Linked DNA regions of Hordeum vulgare: all the other regions are linked to region 3. Evidence: chromatin contacts called from public Hi-C data. All regions are on one chromosome and are shown on one strand. The core of a region is the stretch at or near the end of the contact, and the rest is flanking DNA. Distances in the headings are between cores, read along the strand shown.

The links. A called contact is a pair of places that touch in the nucleus more often than the background predicts.
Region 1: a Hi-C map of seedling shows a contact between it and region 3, with 3 times the contacts expected there. The contact joins the enhancer-like site here to the promoter of LOC123426359 in region 3. A contact is called at or near these places in 2 of 6 Hi-C or Micro-C datasets (leaf and seedling).
Region 2: a Hi-C map of leaf shows a contact between it and region 3, with 3 times the contacts expected there. The contact joins the promoter of LOC123426364 here to the promoter of LOC123426359 in region 3. A contact is called at or near these places in 2 of 6 Hi-C or Micro-C datasets (leaf and seedling).

Annotation. Positions count from the first base shown.
Region 1 is chr2H:382,230,202-382,233,814 of MorexV3_pseudomolecules_assembly, forward strand. LOC123426362 (protein LEO1 homolog) reads right to left here. Exons shown (of 11, transcript XM_045110173.1): 9 at 3,563-3,613; 10 at 3,254-3,478; 11 at 2,436-2,806. The coding sequence ends at 2,657. Among protein-coding and RNA genes, the nearest start is that of LOC123430121, 6.4 kb to the left of the region's middle. Within about 2 kb of position 2,205, at least 2 of the 3 cell types and tissues checked have open chromatin away from gene starts, as enhancers often do. A contact at or near this core is called in seedling, where this site is marked.
Region 2 is chr2H:382,500,814-382,504,454 of MorexV3_pseudomolecules_assembly, forward strand. LOC123426364 (sister chromatid cohesion protein SCC2) reads left to right here and starts at 1,882. Exons shown (of 28, transcript XM_045110174.1): 1 at 1,882-2,144; 2 at 2,237-2,367. The coding sequence starts at 1,897.
Region 3 is chr2H:381,625,431-381,628,975 of MorexV3_pseudomolecules_assembly, forward strand. LOC123426359 (protein LONGIFOLIA 1-like) reads left to right here and starts at 1,411. Exons shown (of 5, transcript XM_045110170.1): 1 at 1,411-1,950; 2 at 2,828-2,895; 3 at 2,988-3,545. The coding sequence starts at 1,803.

The sequences.
Region 1 (3,613 bases), core at 955-3,454, 610 kb after region 3:
GCCAATCTCTTCTCCTCCAATGCCACATTCCTCTCCTCGGCCGCCACCCTCCTCTCCTCGGTCGCCAACCTCCTCTCCTCGGCCATGGCATCTTGGTTCCTTGCCATCTTCCTCACCTCGTTAGCTTCATTCCTTGCGTTCACAATAGCTTCCATAGCAATTGTTAGCTCATCATCTCCTTTCCTCTTCTTCTTTTCTTTTGCGTCTTTCTTGCCTCCATTTGGCCTTTTTGGCTTGGAGTAGGCAATCGAGTTTGGTGTAGGACTTCTCTTGCCGTCATCACTTGATGCCTCCTCATCATCATCATCCAAATCAATAGTTCGCTAGTGTTTGTTGGTCTCCTCATTGACACCTTCACGGGGCTTCCATTTCTCATCATCCTTCAACTCCTCATAGCAATGGGGCAAGGCAAATGGCCTCCATTTCTTCATCTTCCCTTTCTTGGTCTTCTTATCCTCTCCTTGAAATAAGTTTTGTGCAATAGTGAGCTACAAACAAAAGAACAAGTTAGCACTTGAAACACCAAAGAAGAAGCATGAACATGGAAGAATCATGAAAGAAATGGCACTTACCCTATCTATATCATTAGTGCCACTTGGGTTTAACGTGTCAACCGCCTCAAGTGCGGCCGCCCACCTTTGACAATCTTTGTTGATTGTCGACCACCGGGAGCGAAGAGATCTTTCTGTGTGGTCAATTCCACTTTTGTTGTGCAAATCAAAGTGCTCATTCATCCAGATCTAATATGCATCTCTACTTTGGTCCCCTCCAACGGTGGCATCCCTAGACACTTGCAGCCATGTATTGCATAGCAAGACGTCTTCGTCCATGCTGTAGTTGCCTGCTCTTCCTTTCGGTGCACCGACGATACCCTCACCATCCTCGTCCACCTCAAACTCATGATCATCGAAATGCACATCATTGGTTTGAGACCAATGAGAATTGTTGGAGCCAACACCCATAGTTGACATATATGTCTCATCATTGAAACTACAAAGTATGTACAACAAAACTAATAAGCTATCCATATGTATCCATTCAAAAAACAACATCGAAAAAAAGTTGGTGAAATTTTACCTTGGGGGCATTTCATCGACCACCTTGTGTGCATCGGCCGCCGACGCAGCAAGCGAGCTCGCCGGCACTTCGATCGCCGCCGCATCCTTCGCACGCCCTGCAAGTCTCTTCTTCGGCCGTCTAGAGGAGCTATCCGCCGCCTTGTTCTTCTTCTCAGACACCTTGCCCTTCTTCGCCACCGTCGTATTTGGGAGCTTCGAAAAAGGGGCGCGTAGCTTCACGACGGGCGTCGGTGCGACGCCACCCGCTGCCAAGGCCGTCTGTGGCGCCATGAAAAGGCAACCGCATCCTTCGCACGACCTGCAAGTCTCTTCTTCGGACGTCTAGAGGAGCTATCTGCCGCCTTGTTCTTCTTTTCGGACACCTTGCCCTTCTTCGCCACCGCCGTATTTGGGAGCTTCGAAAAGGGGGCACGTGGCTTCACGGCGGGCGTCGGTGCAACGCCACCCGCTGCCAAGGTCGTCCATGGCGCCGTGAAAAGGCCGCGTGCGAGACCGGTGGTTGGAGGAGCACCGACGAAGGCGAAGCGAGAGCTCCCCGTGCTAGGGTTTGCGTCGGCGGCGACGGCGGGGTCACGAACGTAGGGAGGGGTGAAAGGGATGTCGGCGCGGCCACCCATCGGGCGAATCCGTCGACGACGACGCGGAAGGGGCAAAAGCGACACGATCAAAGAGGGTGCAACGCGAGAGCTCAAGTGTGCAGCGCGCGGGAGCGGACGTACAAAATAAGCGACGCGTGACGTCATTTTGTCCCGCGCGCTGGACCACTTATGCCGCGTGCACGGTTTTTACGCCTCCGTTAGAGCGTCCGAAGCGGTTGCACGTGCAAAAAACGCAACTTTTCCAGCACTGCACTTATATAACACGACTATTGTTGGAGATTCTCTCAGGACGAGTTCTTTTGGCTTAATTCCAAAGAATTACTGTCCCATAAATGAAAATGACAAAAGAACTCATCTCTGTTTCAGGAATTGTCCAGAATCATTCCAGAATTGTTAGTTTAAACCACTATCGTTTAACACTATCTCTATTGAAAACACAATTTACAGATAGAATGCCACTAGAGAGCCAGACCGAGCGAGGCAAATCAAACCGCTTGGCCCACACCCCCGCACTGCTCGTTCCCTGTTCCTCGTGCTAGGGCGCTCGTGCTAGGGTTGAGCGCCGCCCAGACCGGACTCGTCGGATCAACCGAGGGGAGGCTCTTGCTACGCTGCCGCCCCAAACCGGCCGCCACCGCATCAGGTGAGCTGTTCATCCCCTATTAATTTGTATGGATGGCTGCTATATGTGGTGTTAATTTGTATGGATGGCTGGTATATGTTTCATCTATCTAAGGATGTTTGAGACATTTCAACAGACAACTCATACAACAATTACATGCTAAAATCACAGAAAAGAACTGGACAGACAATTCTGTTACCAGACGATTCTGTGGGCAGTTTCCCAGAATCATAATTCTGAAGAATTATGAGGTGAAAAGAACTGGCCCTCACACATGGCCTATCCAATAGTATTCAACAGCACTCTTTTGGCAGCAGAGACAAATGTAGGTTTGTGAGCTTCTATTTTCTCTCCCTTCACTCGTCTTCATCGTCGCTTTCAAAAACGACGGCCTTCCGGCGATGAACCATCGCAGGTTGTTTCCTCGGCGGGGAATCCTCGCCCGAGTCCACCTCCCTGCGCCTTTGGCTCCCGCCTGCTGCTGACTCTCTCTTCCGCTTTGGTTCCTGCACAACCAGTTCCAGTTTGATTATCATTATTTGACTGAATGACAAGTTATATGGAAATCACGGTGTTTCCTTCAGTTCTGGTTAACATCTCACTTTCAGATCAACACGGCAGCACAGCGGAAGAAAATTATCTACAAAGTCTGGCATCTAAAATTTCAATTCAAATTGGTGACCGTATTCCTAGTGTCTGCTATCAACTACTACAAGCAATCTTGTGTTTGTCTGCTATCAACTACTCCCTCCGTAAAGAAATATAAGAGCACTTGGGTCACTACTTTAGTGATCTAAACACTCTTATATTTGTTTACAGAGGGAGCACTTAATTCTTTACCGTGTATGCCAGGTAAGAGGACCTGACTATTGCTAAATTGGGTGGTTACTGCAATTTACCACACTGCCTATTTTGTAAAAGGAAAACTGGAGTTTGACGCAGTGACATCTTACCTGGATTCCTTCATCTGACATACGCGCATCCTCTTCCGGGTCTTCCTCATATTCATCCTCCTCATCCAGCTCATCTCCCCTTCCACCAGTTGGAGAGTGCTCAATGTCCTCGCCTTCAGTTTCATACTCTGACTCCTCCCTTTCGCTCTCAGAGTACTCCTGGCGTCTCGCTGGGCGAGAAGGAGGGAAGGATGGTTTACGAGGAACACCTCTGCTCATATTCGACTGAGAATGTGCACAGAATACATGTAAGCATTGACAGTAATAAATTTGTTCAAATGAGAATGCATATTTGCCCAGTTAATCCACCTTCTTCGCATTAATTATACGCCTTTCAGCTAGTGCTTCAGCCTCCAAGTC
Region 2 (3,641 bases), core at 632-3,131, 880 kb after region 3:
TCCACCTCCTCGCCACTCCAGGCCTTCGATACCATGAGCGAGGCTCCAAGATCGCGTGTCCTCCAACAACTCGCTGCTCCAAGCCAGCCTGCGAAGGAGTGGCGAGTTGCTACCATGGACGAGGCCTGCTCCTCCCGTGCTTGTGACCACGCTATCCGCCGTCAACGTATGCGGAACAACGCCCTACCAGACAAGAAAGATGTCGGCTTCGGAGATCGATGAGGCGGTGCTAGCACGTCGACGCCCTGTGCCAACATCAAGGAAAAGTAGAACATGGGAAGGTGCCGCCGCTTGGGTCTGAGGAAGGCCATCATTAACGCTCCGCCTACGTGCATAAGAGGTATCTTGCCTGCTCGTAGGCCACCGCCGTCCGACCCAAAAACCAACCCTTATTTATGCTTCACGAAAGCGGAGCCCGCCCTTCCCGCCTGACTGAACCATATCCCTCCGGTGCCATTCCGATGAGCGGTGCTGTCGAAGAAAGAGAAGACGGAGGCTACTTTTCCCTTCTCAGTGAAGCATATAATCTTAGGGCTCCCAACAGTACGAGGAATGGGCTTCCGAACATGGAGAAGACATGTTGTCGGAGTGGAGAGCTCCTGCATATAGAAGTCCGCCGACGAATGCCGGAGCAAATTTGCGGGTCAATGTTGGATTTGGAGGTGCCCCCATAATGTAAACTGAATGTTACACATATACTTGTACGTTCGATATCACAAGAGATGTCGGGAACTCGTGATGCACCATCGGCTACGTCGCCGTAGCTGCCCTTCTTATGGCCGGAGTTCATTTTTTCTTTTAGAACTCGTCAAAGTACACACATGATACACAAAGGTGCTCTATTCCTTCTTGAAGGTGCTGCTTGGTACGTGAAGGTTCGGAGCCTTGGATTGTGGTGGGATGACTCCCGAGGGCGCAACGGTGGCACATCATTTATACTTTGTCGAGCTGCAGTTGTTGGCATTTGTTTTTCTTTCTTTCTCTTTTCTTTTGAGCTTGATGTGATGCTTGCCCCGACAGTTGCTATGTGTTCGGTGTTGGTTGTTTTATTATTATAATATAAAGCTGGGAAAACCCTTTTTCGAAGGGGAGTTCATACATTTTTTGAAGACAATACATATGCAATCGCTCACATATACGCACACACAGTCATCCCAATAAACGCACATACGTATGCCCTATCCCTATGAACAGCTCCAACAAATTGAGCCAACATATCATCTTGATGATTTACGAAGTCATCGTAGGCGTCTCTTCGTCGACGGAAACGTCTCCTTCAACTAAACGCGCATCGTCGAAAATTTTAAAATAAATCCACGACGCAAGCATCAGGATTTAAACCATGATGAATTAGAAAACTCACCGTTCCTTTAACCATCCAAGAACATATTAGTTCGCGGTAGTTTACACATGATGGAAGGCCATGGCCATGAGCCTAGTGAGATACCACTATTTTATTTTTTGAGATTTCGACACTACTAATAAAAACATCTCGAAACCCGTGACAGAAAATCTTTTGAATTTGTTTGAGCCCACCAAATCCAACCCAACCCAACCCAACCCATCAACGCGTTTATTTACTTTACTGTGCCCACCAGCGCATCACATGTAGAGTAGTAGTAAGTTACTGTCGTCGTGACTTGAATGACTGTGTGCTTCCATCCTTCCCCCACAAGATTGGTCGTCGGAGCAGAGAGCAGGCCTCTCTCCGGTCCTGCCACCCCACCGTAACTTCCTAATTTGCACCACCGCACAACTACTAAACGCTTAGCTAAGCAACTACACAAAATCCCCTTTCCATCGAGTAGGCGACGCGCCCTCCAAGTCCTTCCTTGCTCGCTGAGAGTCTCTCCCGTTCGAAATCGATCTAGGGTTTCGCCCGCCTGCCCGCCGGCCATGGACCTCCCGGCCGGCGCCGGCGACGGGAGGGAGCCCGGGAGGGCCGGCTTCGAGCGCGCCTGCCGCCTGCCCAACACCGTCCACTCCGAGATCGCCGCCGCTCTGCCGCTCCCCACCCTCCCCGCTACGCTCGGCGCGGACCTCAACGACCACGACGAGCCCCTCGCCGAGCCCGACCGCCCCGACATGATCATGCAGGCGGCCGCTATCGCCCGCATACTCGCCAACACCGACATCTCCCACCTGTTAGTCACCCTTCGCTTCCCTTCCCCTCTCGCTCGCTGCTCCCGCCCGGAATTTCGCCCCACTGACTTCCATTTTCATGGAAACAACGCAGGGGCTTCACGGAAGCGGATCACGTCGCCGTGGATCCCAGCGAGTGCTCCTTGCTCTGGAGGGAGGTGCTCAAGCACAACCCCGACGCCTTCAAGTTCAAGCCCCGCACTCCCCAACCTCCTCCTACGCAAGGTAAACGCAGCCTTCCTTAGGCCGCTCCAGTTAGCTAGCTACCCATGTAACACAATGCTTGTTACGTTTCCGCCCATTCAAATGGACACGGTACTTATCTGGACTCTTCAGGTTACTAGCTTCTGTGGTTGACTTGATAGCTACTGTACTAGCTTACCAGCTTCAACTCTCGAACTCCTGCATGAACAGTACTTTGATATTGCTTTACTTGGACTGGACTTATATGCTGCTGTATCTCTATCATGGTGCCCGGGTGCTGGTGTGAATTTTCATGGTAGGTAGCATCGTGGTTGCTCGTGTTGGAGTTGCTGCACTGGTGGATGTCAAATTTCTTTGAGCAAGCTCAGATTCGTGCCATGGAATTTGGTTGAAAAAAAAAAACTGCTGTGCCACGGCATTCCACTATTTGGTAAACCTGGTGTGGTGTATCACTTTGCTTTTGGTATTTAATGCAGTTAAACAGAACAGAATTTAGTGGCTTTCGAGGCCGTACTGAACAGAATTTAGTTGGAAGCCATTTTGTGTAACACTAGGAGTTTGAAATGTCAGTGGTTCCCTGTCGGGGACAGGATTTCTGAATGTCACCGGTGCTGAGCTTCTGTTTAGCCCCTTGATGATGTATGGTCGTTAATAAGGTGATGCAGTACATAATTTGCTGCTTCCTCATCTTTTTGATTGGACATGTCTGTGTAGCAGTACCTCAAATACTTATAGTTCCATGAATTAACTGGCACGATAGACAGGGCTTTGATCTAATATTGCCTGAACATTACAGGGTACTTGATTCAAATGCGGGCTATGGTGACTGATTTGCAGGGCTTGGCGAAATAGTATCCAGTGGGTCATATTTTTTTGGCAGTGGCCCATCTAATATAAATAGGTCTCTTCGCGATAAATCAAGCCGTTCAAGTGCTAGCTTAAGTATTAGTGGTAGGTCAACCACTCCACTGTTGCACTCAGCCGGCTTTACACACTCATGTGTTGGCATTGCTCACTTTATTCAGTATGCAGTGGTTCTACGTCCCGAACAGAACTAATTCACAGACTTCCCTGTTCATTTATGTAACTTAGTGCATATCTAGGTAAGTATTATTGCTTAGAACCTTTAATTTTTGTTATTTTTATGCATATATATGACCTATATCTAGCACCACTGCTATAACACACATAAAATATGTCTGTTTCTTTCTAACAGTTTTTGAACCGTATAGAAGGCAGCATGCTGGAAATATACAGAGACAGGTGGAATGAATACTAATTTACGCTATATTTTA
Region 3 (3,545 bases), core at 161-2,660:
GGATTTTTTTCAAGAGGTTGGAGTGGATACTAGAATTTTTATGAAATATAATAAAAATGAATCCATAGGAAAAATTCCTACAGGATTTAATCCTGCGAATCAAATGACGAACACAGGAAATATTACGAAGGGTTTTAATACTTTAAAAATCCTATGAGAATCCTTTGAATCAAAGTGGACCTAAGTCTTTAAGCAATTCCACTAGGTGTCTACATACGGAGCAAAATGATTGAATGTATACTATAAAGTATGTCTATATACATCCGTATGTAATCCACTAGCGAAATCTGTATAAAGACTTATATTTAGGAACGGAGGGAGTATATTACTGTCTGTTTACGTGGCAGGGTACTTTGGTCATTTCATTCGGCCAAGAGTCCATGTCATCCGTCCCTTAATTTATTCAGCTTGCTGCAACTTGCTCAACAGTTTGTGTCTGAGTCTGAACCAAATGAAAAGAAGAAGCGGTCTGAATCTTTTGGAAGAATGATAGAAGGAGAAGGAAAAAAGAGAGGTCCAGATTAAAAGGAGAAGAAACGGCGTGTTGCAGACATAGAGGTAGTAGATGAGTGCAGAGTCAGAGCGTGCAATGCAAATGCAATGCATGCTTCAACGCCAAGAATTGCTGCTGGGTTTTGCAATCACGGATCCACACCATGAATGCGGTGTTGTTAGTTGGCCCTGCCCTGCACTGCACTCACATTGAATGCGTCCTTGACCCCAAGACGAAGCAGCTGATGGATCGTTCCATTTGCTGCACTAATTTTTGGACAAAGCACAGCTAATGGTTGCAGGAACACGCTGTCAGATTTAGTATCATCATCTTCTTCTTCTTCCTCACCCAACCCAACCGACGAGTAGTCCTACTCGGTTTGAAAGGAGACAAGTTTTTTACCCAACCCAACGAACAAACTCTTCACTTCCTCCATGGTCAGCCATGGTCGCTTGCAAAATGACAAACTGATGTTGACTTCCTTACATACACATACACATACGCATACGCATACACTGTGTGTGAGAGAGAGAGAGAGAGAGGAGATGGACAAGTGGACAAGCATCTCTGATGGTGGGTAGGGCTTGGAGCGGCACATGGGGTGCTGAGAAAGAGAACAAGGAACCCCCGCCCTCCTCTCGGCCCTATGCCCCGTGCCCACCCACATATCCTCGAGCTAGCTACAGGCCACGTCTCCCAATAGTTTTTTTTTTGAGGGAAGCGTCTCCTAATATAGTTAGTTAGTTGTGGGTAGTTTAGTTTATACACTGCCTGCAATGGAATGCCAGGTCCCAGTACAGTAGCAGCACTCCTCCTACCCAAGTTCACATGTACGTCAGTCCTCTTAACTGCATTTACCAGGACACTGATGTACTACAGTAGTACCCTACCCACATTCCGGTAAAACGAGTTAACAATGACATGTCAGTAGCGGAGCGAGGCCTTCTTCTCTTCTTCTCTCCAGCCCCTCCTCCCCATTCTCATCCTCACAGCTCTTCCAGTCCCAGTCAGTCATAGAGGAGAGGAGCAGCAAAACAGGACGACCACCCTTCTTGCAACCCACACCAGACTTCCCCTCCATCATCTACCTCCAGTCCCAGAGCGGTGAGGGCGGCTACGTCCCTCACGCTCACCGCTCAGCCTCCTCACAAGATCTCCTCCTTCTGTCCCTCTGGGCTGGGCTGGGCTGCCTCCACGATTGAGCTACGGCACTGCTGAGATGTTCTTCTTCTTTAGCTGGTAGCTGCTTGGTTTGGTTCGCTTTGCTACTCCTCCTCCCTGCATTCTTGGGTGGAAGGGGGAGGAGGCGATGCCGGCCAAGTACCTGCTGGCCTTGGGAGAGGAGAGGCGGCCGGACCTGCACCGCCAGATCGGGTGCGTCACCGGGATCCTGCAGGCCTTCGACCGCCGCTACCCCATCGCCGCCCAACACTCCCACAAGAGGCTGCTCCCCCCAGGTTGCTTGCTATCCTCTCCTTCCTTCCTTCCCGCCGCACCTGCTTCTGCTTGCTTGCTCCAAATATGCATGGATTCATTCCGTCTCACCAATTACGTTATTGGACGCACTAATCACATTTTTTGCTTATATATATGTTCGTATGCCATGCCACCGTCATAGATCAGAGCTCTGATTTTGGATGATAGATCAGGGATTTAATTTACTATCGTCCTGTTTTTTCGGCCTTCTTTCATTCCACATTGAATCGCTAGGTGCTGGTGGCAATTGCTGAGATCTACTGTAGCCTTTTTCCCCTTTTTCTGGGCGGGCCACCGAGATGCAGGAATTTAATTACGGAGTACCTTACCTACCTTGGTGTAGGATGGAGGCAGAGGGAAGTTTATTTCTGAAATGAAATCTTCAGTTCAGAATACCTTTTTTTATCTGTACCGGCGCTGATTACCCGGGAATTGGCCCCGGACGACCGACAAAATATGTCACTATGCCATGCAGGCATATTAGAACCCTACTACTTCCCATAATAAAATCTATCTGTAAATGTTGACATCAATGAAAATGATTCTTCAAATTGGAAGAGGATTCTTTTCACAAAAAAAGCTTATATTTGGACAACTAATGACACTGACAATTTTCTTTTTCTTCTTCTTGGGTGACAGTTCCTAGAAAAATGTAGTGTATATTTGGACAACAATGACAGTGACGTTTTTGCTTCTCTTCTTTTATAATGCAACAGTCTTGATTAACTTTCTCTCTTGCTCGTCCCATGTATTTTTCCGTAAGAAGCAATATTTTCCCCTTTCCTTTTTCTTTTTGAGAATCCAATGTTCTTGTTCAGGCTGGCTCACCATTGAAAAATGTTTCACTTACTAAAACAGGCAATGCACTGTCAAGCAGCCCGAGCGTAGGGGAAGAGCGCACAAGATACGGTCCCCAGATTGTTCTCGTGAGTCTCACTTGTCAGTGCACTCCTTCAGCATGCATGCACCGGCTTCCAGCCTTTCACAATTCGACTGACTTGCTGCAATCTGTATTCAGGACAAGAACTTCAGTAGAAGCTGGATTGAAAATCAAAGAGCATCGTCAACAATGGAGACTTCATCGTCATCATGTTCGTCGTTTTCCTCCCTTGATGGCAATAGGTCGACACAACAGGACCTATCGTCAACTGATCGGATGCTATTTCCGGAGAAACCATTCAAGTGCTCACCGAGGCTCAAGAGCTCGCCTGAGAGTGACAATGGACCAGACTACTTCCTGGATGATACCCTCACCAACACGCCCTCAGCTCAATCCAGCCACCGGACTCTTGGTATAAGAAATCTGGTAAAGGATTCGATTTATAGAGATACTCGTGATTTGTCAGCCAGAACTTCCACAACGGAAGCAGTGGCAGATCACACATACAACCGTGGAGATGCAGCAACATGCTTTGATGAGTCCCCTAGCAGCGATATCCAAGCAAAGAGCAAGGGAACCATGGACATCAATGAGTCGCTCAGAGTGCTAGCCAAGCTCAGAGAGTCCTCTTGGAGTCCATCTGAACCTGGCCACCAACCAAGGCTGTCTTATGACGCTCCTCGGTTCTCATATGAT